Regions from separate parts of the Rattus norvegicus genome. Here region 1 is linked to region 2. The links are chromatin contacts, called in public Hi-C maps. All regions are on one chromosome and are shown on one strand. Each heading gives the region's core, a stretch centred on a gene start, on an enhancer-like site or on the middle of the called end of the contact. The rest is flanking DNA. Distances are from core to core; before and after follow the strand shown.

The links. A called contact is a pair of places that touch in the nucleus more often than the background predicts.
Region 1: a contact with region 2 is called in a Hi-C map of liver, with 2.7 times the contacts expected there. The contact joins two enhancer-like sites. A contact is called at or near these places in 3 of 12 Hi-C or Micro-C datasets (the A7r5 cell line and liver).

What each region holds. Positions count from the first base shown.
Region 1 is chr14:43,631,734-43,636,217 of GRCr8, forward strand. It overlaps Fam114a1 (family with sequence similarity 114, member A1), which reads right to left. Exons shown (of 14, transcript NM_001399036.1): 13 at 1,084-1,137. Among named protein-coding and RNA genes, the nearest start is that of Tmem156, 57 kb to the left of the region's middle. Within about 2 kb of position 1,933, at least 36 of the 93 cell types and tissues checked have an H3K27ac peak or open chromatin away from gene starts, as enhancers often do. A contact at or near this core is called in liver, where this site is marked.
Region 2 is chr14:43,505,304-43,509,745 of GRCr8, forward strand. It overlaps Klhl5 (kelch-like family member 5), which reads right to left. Exons shown (of 11, transcript NM_001047093.1): 7 at 1,705-1,929. Among named protein-coding and RNA genes, the nearest start is that of Slc25a51l1, 11 kb to the left of the region's middle. Within about 2 kb of position 1,873, at least 9 of the 93 cell types and tissues checked have an H3K27ac peak or open chromatin away from gene starts, as enhancers often do. A contact at or near this core is called in liver, where this site is marked.

The DNA.
Region 1 (4,484 bases), core at 683-3,182, 130 kb after region 2:
GATTTTCTTATACTATATTCTTATACTATATTCTGCCATCCAGGGTTTCTATTAGATGTGTCTGTCCACTGGACTTGTCCCCACAGTTCCTGCCCCTTCTGGTTGACCCCATTGCATGACTGTGTCCTAAGCAATGACACTGGCTGCCAACACTTGGTTAATTTTTGTCCACTGACAGTTCTGCTTAATAGCAAGACACAGTGCCCAGCAGCATTGCCATTGGTTCTCGGGCAGCATTCCTGACGCTACGCACTCTCCAGAGTTTGCTCTGGCCTCTCTGTGAAGATGATGGCACTGCACATTGCCCATGTTCCACGGCTGCTTGGGAGGCCCTGTGGCTACCCCATGTGCAAGAATATGACAGCCTAGTGTCTAGTGGAAGATCCTCCCTAACTCTGCCCACGTGCAGAATACAATGTCCATGCTCTAAAACTAGGAAGGCATCTGGGACTGCTTCTCTCTTACATCCCTGGTTTTTTTTGTTTGTTTTGTTTTTTTATAGAGCCACAGCAGTGCTTAGGGAGCCTCCCATCTGTGCAGCTGCTGCTACAGAGTCCTGGTGAGTAGGCAGGTCAGGCAGTGAGCCCTCCCTCATAGGGGACTCTACGCTTGTCGCTGAATGAGCAGACGTTCTACATCATTTTTGTTAACCTGAAACAGCCTCAGCTAAAAGTTATCAGGAACGGAGGGAAACGCCTGTTTTTATGAAAATCACCAGTGGGTAATAATCCTCCACTGCAGCCAATAATCACAGTGTCAAACTTGGCAGCGAAAATCTGTGTCTGCTGGGGGAAAATGGTGGCAGGAAATAACATGCAAGCTTAGCATTTCCTTTTATAATCAGGAATTCTCGAAAATTAGGCATCGCTGCTCTATCAGACGCTTTACAGCTGGCTGAGTTACAGAAATGTGCATGTACACACACACACACACACACACACACACACACACACAGACTGTTAGACTGTGAATGATAGGATTTAGAATTCCAATAACACTTCCTGACTGGGAGGAAGACATGAGAAAAAAAGAACTGTAACATTCACTTTGATTCGGAGTACTTTCTCTCTCAGGGCTACTTACCTCTAAAAGCACGCTATCGATCATGGGGTTAAGGACTTCAGCCTTCTTGTTGCTCTGTGAAATTGAACGTATGAAATTGGCGGATTAGGGCCTCGTACTGTAAGGCTTAGCACGTCAAACTCAAGATACCGCTTTGTAGAGGAATGTCTTAGAGAAGGAAGTGCACTCACTGTCCAGCAGGCTTTGCCTTTGTGCCTTCCTGATGCTGTCTCTAATTCTACCAGCAATCCTAGGAGGGGTTTGGTGCTGCAATGAACCTCGCACTGGCCAGATGAGGAAATAGTGATCGGGGAGGTTGAGCAATTCACGTGAGTTCACACTGCTAGGAATGTAAACTCTTTTTAACGGCAGGAAGTTGGTAGCTAATTGGATTCTGTCTCCTACTTGCCCAATTTGCCTGACACCATCCTACACCCAGATCAGCTGGGGTTACAATAGTGAATAGGGTTAATAGTGAATTTGTCATGATCTTATTACTGTGCTTTTAAAAAATAATCTTTTTGGTCTTTGTGTAGTCCAGACTAGCACAAACCCATGATCCTCCTGCCTCCTGCCTCCAGGGGCTGAGATTACAGACATGTGCCACACCTCACTGCACATTTCAAATAAGATATCTGTATAGCTTACTGAAATTCTTATTCTTAAGAACTTTATTCTATTTATTTTAAATTAGTTGTATACAATGTCGGTGTGGGGTATGTGCTTGGGAGTCCAGGTGCCCTCAGGGGCCAGAAGAGGGCACTGGAGTCTCTGAACCTGGAATTATAGACAGTCATGATCTTCAATATGTAACATGTGGGTGTTGGGAACTGAACTTGGGCCCTTTGGAAGTAGTACGCGCTTGTAACTACTGAGTCATCTCTCCAGCCCCTGAGACGACTCAGAATTTCCAGTCCTTCACTTAACTATCCATCCTGGTAGTCTAGTCTGTCTGTTCCTTGTTTTCTTGGATCTCTCTCTCCCCCTGTCCCTCCACCTCGCCTGTGAACACAGTTACTGTAGGTTATCTGCCAGAAGAGCAATACGGTGAGAGCATGCTTAAATAGAACTTTCAAATAGGTCTGAAAACCACGAGTGTGTGTATGGCGTGGAGAATGAAGCCCCGTTTTAGGGCTCCAGAAGGGAGAGATAATCGTATTCTTATTTTTATTACTCGGTTGTCAATCAGCAGGCTTCCCTATCTAAAATGCTCAACTGACTCCTACAGGAATGAATCATTAATGGGGCAATCTTAGTCGTCTGGGTTCCCTTCCTGTACCTGGAAGGCAAGCAAACAAAAGCATCTGAATTAAGTATATCTTTCCAGAGAAGACTTCCTTCACTGACATTACTCTTCAGAGACTGATGCCCTTTTGAGGAAAGCACAGTGGAGTCTGGCAGGGGGTGGGGAAGAACCTCTTCAAACACTCAAGTCCACCTTAGTAAGTAACCAGAGAAACCATGATAGAATTTGCTCTCATGTTTATGTGATTATCAATAAACCTCTAAGATACAATCAAAACAAGGGCAGCAAGATGACATCGGTTTTCAGAATCGATGAGATATGTGAGCCATTTAAACGGAGCCTGGAGAGCAATGCATGCTCGTTGGCTTCGAGTTATGAATAATGGCTGCTTTGGAGAGCAGAAACAATGATGGATGTAAATGACTCTTCAGAGCTGCAGAGTGGGACTTTGTGGCATGTGGTGAGCTCCATTTTAGATGTAGCTTTCACCGTCTCCAAATGGACAACATGCATTTGCTGATGTTTGCACTTGAAAATGTCCGTGCTTGTGTTTGGGCACGCATACAATTGTAAGTCCAAGCACATACCCACCTGCCAGAAACTTGGCCCGGCCAATGTAGACCTTGGCTCAGGAAAGATCTTGGCTTGGCCACCCTAGGGCTAATTAACAATGCAAAATCCCTGTCCTCAGCTCACACAGACAGGCTGAATAAGAATCTGCATTTTAACAAGGTCTCAGGTGGTTGCCAGGCATGCTTTGGGAAGCACTATGCTAGAGTCTGATGTAGTGTAAGGAGGAGAAAACAGTGTCCCTTATACCACTGACTCCGGGAGAAAAACCCACCCCACACAATTCATATGAAACCCCACAGACAATGCGGGGACACTAAACAGTTGATTATCTGTCTAACACCTGACAGGTGGGGAGCTAGGTCAATGGAGAGGCCTGGGTGTATCAGCTCCTCTCTTTGGAACTTGGGGTCCTCAGCTAGTGAACTGCAGAAAGTGGGGAGACGCAGCAGAAGAATTTGGAAGCTGAATTGATGAGGAAAGCCCTCACATTGTTTTGGGAACCCACCATTCCCACCATAGCCTGTCATCAGGTAACTTGGAGTAGAGGGCTGTGCTTCCGTATCGACATCCCAATGACTCTATCAATGGCTTCTATCTCCCCATCACTCTGCTTACAGATGACGACACAGCATTGCTGAAAACCTAAATCAGGTTAAGCCCAAGACAGAATGAGCAAGCCAGACTTCTTGACAGCAGAATGGTTTGGTGGCCTGTATTAACTCACCCTTTATCCAAAGAGTCCTAAGTGAAAATACGGGGGACAGAGATCCCATTTCTTTTAAGAACTGCTCTTTGCCTAGAGTGCAGTTACAACCCAGCAGCTACGCAGATCTACATGGTGATCTTGCCCCCAACCTCAGCTGAGTGACACCAACATGGCCATCTGACCCTCTGACCCATGTTGGTGGTTTTCTGAAGCTTCTGACTCAGAAAAAGGAATGTGAAAGACGAGACAGATTGTAGTGATGTTTCAGAGTGGGAGTGAGCTCTGTCGCTGGGTCTCCAAAGCTGTTCACAATCTTCCACCAATTTCCATAAAGCTCCCCTTTATCTGAGCCATTTGTAGCCCACCCCCAGAGGCCTAAGAGAGAGAGCATAGCCCTGGTTTCAGACTTCCAGTCATTCCTATAATGCTGTACATTGCAATTGTAAATACCTTGACTAAAGCCTGTTTCCTGTGTCTCTGGGAAAGAGAGTCAGACCTTGCATCTAGGGACTTTAAAAGTAGGAAGATAAAAGTGAAGTGTTTCCCACTTGCTTCTCCTGCCCTACTCAGGAGGGGCTTTATAATATGACTGATTTCTTCTCCCCCCATGTATGTGTGTGTATTATGGGAGATCACACATGTTTACATGCATGTGCGGAGGGCATGTGTGTGCACACGTGTATGGAGGCAGAGGTTGATGCCTGGTGTCTTCTTTAATCACACTCTTCTTTATTTACCGAAACAAGGTCTCTTGCTGAACCTGGGGCTAGCCCATTGGGCTAATCTAGCTAGCCATCTTGCCCTGGGGGGAGCCCCTAGTCTCCCTCCAGAGCACTGAGATTGCAGGCATATTCTGGGGATCTGAACTCAGATTCTCACATTTGCACAAGAAATCCT
Region 2 (4,442 bases), core at 623-3,122:
TCATCATCAAGGAACAGAGCCAGAAAAGGTCTCTTAAGTTTATACTGTTTCTACTCAGGAGGCCCTCCATACAACACGCCCTTGTGGGTCAGTACTGTCTTACAGGACACAGATGTGAAAGACATCAGGTGTGTGCCAACTTAAACCACGGAACAATGTAAGGGAGGGCAGAGGGAGCCAGGACACATGTGTGACATGTCAATAGGAGAAGCACGGGCGCCATTAGAGACCATGCACAGAGCAGGAGACGGCACAGCAACTGCGTTCGACTGAGCAGGTAATTGGAGGGGAGAGGACGGGAGACGAAGGAGTCAGGAATAACATTCTCTGACTTTATCCCTCAGAAGGGCTTCCTTCAGATTTCATTCTGAACGGGATGGAGTCAGCCAAGGATTTCTTGTCTTTCCTCAAACTCATGATCTTCCCTCCTGTGCTTCCCAAGGGCTGGAATTACAGGTGTGAACCACCACATCTGCTTAAGTAGAGCAATTTTTAAAAAGATGTATTTATTTGTTTTATTTATGTGAGTACACTGTAGCTGTTTTCAGATACACCAGAAGAGGGCATCAGATCCCACTGTGAGCCACTGTGTGGTCACTAGGAATTGAACTCAGGACCTCTAGAAGAGCAATCAGTGCTCTTAACCACTGAGCCATCTCTCCAGTACCCAAGTAGAAGATCTTAAGAAGAGGTATGACATGATTGTGGCCAAAAACACCTCTGTAATTCAAACCTAGGGATCTTGGCCAAGTTGGACAAAAGAGCCACCACTCACATGTGACCCAAACTAGCATATTATTTCACTTGTTTTATATGTGTGTGTGTGCGCGTGCACCAATAGTACTGGCTATTGAAGACTCATACACACAAACACACGCAAAATATACTTACACATATTTAAATTTGCATATATTACCAATTTTACAAAATATATCCAATTTCACATATACAAACTATCATTCATCAAAGGCCTAAAAGAAGGGCTCACTTAGTCCAACTTCTTGAATGGTGGATCTGAAAATACAGTTTAGCAGGGAAAGTCCTTCCTAAATGAAATCTTCATGTAATTCCCTCGCATGAAGAAATTTAAAAACTTCCTAATTAACTTCATCTTGTAAGATCAGATGTATACAATTTACCTATTAAAAGCAGATGGCAGCCAACAAGCATTTGTTACTCTAGCTACTGGGTTCCCACCACCCTGCATTGCATACAAATGGTGTCCGTATATGCATTCAGGTAAACACCCATATATGTAAAAAAATAGAATGAAAAGAAATGCCTGCATGTTTGGTTTGGGGATGTGTGTGAATTCAGTCATTTCTGCTTAAAAACCATAATAGACACACACACACACACACACACACACACTTTATCACTATTGCTTTTCATATAATATAAAATGATGGTTTTAGTGAGCATTTAACTGGGCTACCTATGTCAATTGCTAACACAAAGCGTAACGGCAAGAACATGGCTTGTCAGACCGGCGTGCTTCCCTGATTCCCGTGGATCCGATGATTTCCCTTTATGGAGTTCCATTTACGCACCTGCTCCTGCTCTGCTTTCTGCCTCTCAGGTATGAGGGATGCCTGGCAAGTGATGCTGACTGAACCCCTCACAGGTCTCCTGCCTGGTGCAGATGGGAACGACGCAGTGGCAGCCTGACGCATGGCTTCTAAGTAGGTGTGCAGATACACTTACCCAGCCCGTGCCTGTGTGTGGACATAGGCGGCATCACACTCCAGGTTTTTGTTTTGGGGTTGTAGCACTCTACGGTGTTCAAAGTCTTCAGCCCATCTCGCCCTCCGACCACGTACAGCTTGTCATCTAATACTGCGACACCGAACTGTAGCCGCCTCCCGTTCATGTTTGCCACAGGAGTCCACATATTGGTACGGAGGTCATATTTCTCAATGCTTGTTGCTCCTTAACAGGGACAAAGAGAGTTATGAGACTACAAACTCCACCACAGCCATGTTACAGACACAGAAGTAGGGTTTATCTTGTGGTGTGTGTGGTGTGTGGTGTGTGTGTGTGTGTGTGGTGTTTTTCTTTGTCGCTCTCCACTTGGTTTTTCAGAGGGGTCTCTCTGAACCCGGAACTCACTGTTTTGGTTAGGGTGGCTGGAGAGGGGGCTCCAGCAACCCACCTGTCTGCCTCCACAACAATGGGATTGCACGAGTGTGCCAGCTCTGTATGGTTTCTGGGGATCTGAATCGATAGCAACACTGTTATTGCATCTTATGAAGCACCTGCAGTGTGGCCTTTGTACCCGGTGACCTCTTCTCCCATCATTCTCCAGGCCTCAGCATTAAACCATCCAGCAGGAAATGTTCTTTGTTCAAAGAGGCCAGGAAGACACTCAGCAGTGGGAGGAAGTGCAGGGCAGCGGAGTATCATGGAAGTCAGAGGTACAAAGGTTTACAGCATCAGTCTGATAACAGTATCAACTGCACAGGAAGTAGAAAGCACAGAACTGGCTCCGTGGAGGGCTTTTGGGAGGACGCCTTATCTGAGTGGCTGAGATGTGGTGAGGAAGAAGTGCAGGGAGGGGGCAGCAGGGATTATTCTGAGGAGTCCGGCCAGTGTAGACAGGGTTCTGGGACAGGCCGAGCGAGGCCGTCTCCCTTTTCAGATCTGGATTGTTGGGTTGTTTATAGAAGTCAATGGAAGGGTCCAGGGGAAGGAAACCGGTGACCCAGGAGATAAAGGAGACAATTATTTTGTGGGTTCTGGAGGAAAGAACGGTAACAATAGGGTGGGGTGGGGCTGACTCCACACAGGGGAGGAGGCACCAGCCATGGCAAGGAGGAAGGACAAAGGTCACCCGGCAACCATGCTGTGGGAAGTGAAGGGAGTTACTACTCAAGGGGTTTACCATGGAAAATTCCAGAACTCTTGCTCTCTAAGACGTGGGACAGTGGAGATTTAGGAAAAGGTAAAAGAAAGCATCATTCTAAAAAAAAAAAAAAATCTAACTCCCAATTATGCCGAGCTTGAGTCTTTTTCCTCTCTAAGCTGATAATTTACCAGCCTGTTCTAGCTTTATAAAGGACTCCAGTGACAGCGAACACTTACTCCTCAGGCTTGAAACAGCAGACCTTCAGAGCTCCTCTGCTGATGAACACTGGAGCGTCTGGCCCCACATGGATGCTGTGTCCTCATACTTACTGACCGGCCCCACACGGATGCTGTGTCCTCATACTTCCTGACTGGCCCCACACGGATGCTGTGTCCTCATACTTACTGACCGGCCCTACACATGGATGCTGTGTCCTCATACTTACTGACTGGCCCTACACATGGATGCTGTGTCCTCATACTTACTGACCGGCCCCACATGGATGCTGTGTCCTCATACTTACTGACCGGCCCTACACATGGATGCTGTGTCCTCATACTTACTGACTGGCCCCACACATGGATGCTGTGTCCTCATACTTACTGACCGGCCCTACACATGGATGCTGTGTCCTCATACTTACTGACCGGCCCCACACATGGATGCTGTGTCCTCATACTTACTGACCGGCCCCACACATGGATGCTGTGTCCTCATACTTACTGACCGGCCCTACACACTCTAAGGTTTTTGAGACTGACACCAAGTCTCATTCCACCTTCGTATTCTCACAGCGCTAAACAAAATCCCTTCTAAATATCAGTTGGTTAAAAGTAGTGTTTACTTTGCATAATCTTTCTTTATAATATTTGGCAATAATATTTTATTCATATACTTAGATTATATTCATGTGTAAATTATCAAGATTGTATGCATTTGATTCTTCACTCCAACCATCACCTTAAAATCTTCTATCAAATAAATTTAAATAAAATAAAAATCGTCTTTCATCAAGGAAAAAACTTCTTCATAGATGAATTTTCAAACTTTCTTTTGGTTTTGTGTAGGATTTTGTCATAAACTGGGAACTCAAAATTTAAAAATCTAAAATAGTAACATAAATAAATGTAAGTTTGTGGGTGTGTTGGGGGTGGTAGGAGTTGGGGAGGCACAGTGGTTAAGAGCACCTAGGTCTAATTCCTAGCACCCACCGGGTGACTCATAGCAGTTTGTAATGGAAGGGTAGGGAGGGTGCAGGATCTACTGCCCTCTTCTGGCTTCCACAGGCACTGCATGCCTAGGGTCACATTAGATGAGCCGAGTTGGCCAGTGGGGCTGGAACAGGTCTGAGAGCAGGACCATGAGAAGCTGAGACTGAGAAGCATAGGCAAGTCAGAGAGCTTCTGTCAGGGCTGCAGGCATCTCCTCTAGGAGGATGGGCAAAGATCAAGTACACAGAGAGGTCCATAAGAACCCAGAGCCTATAACAGCCCCTCATGGGCATGGGCTTCAAGCTCTAGTAACCACTGCTGTCAGGATGGTACAAAGATCTGCCAGCCACCTATAACCAGGTTTGGACCCCAAACATTTGTGTTTA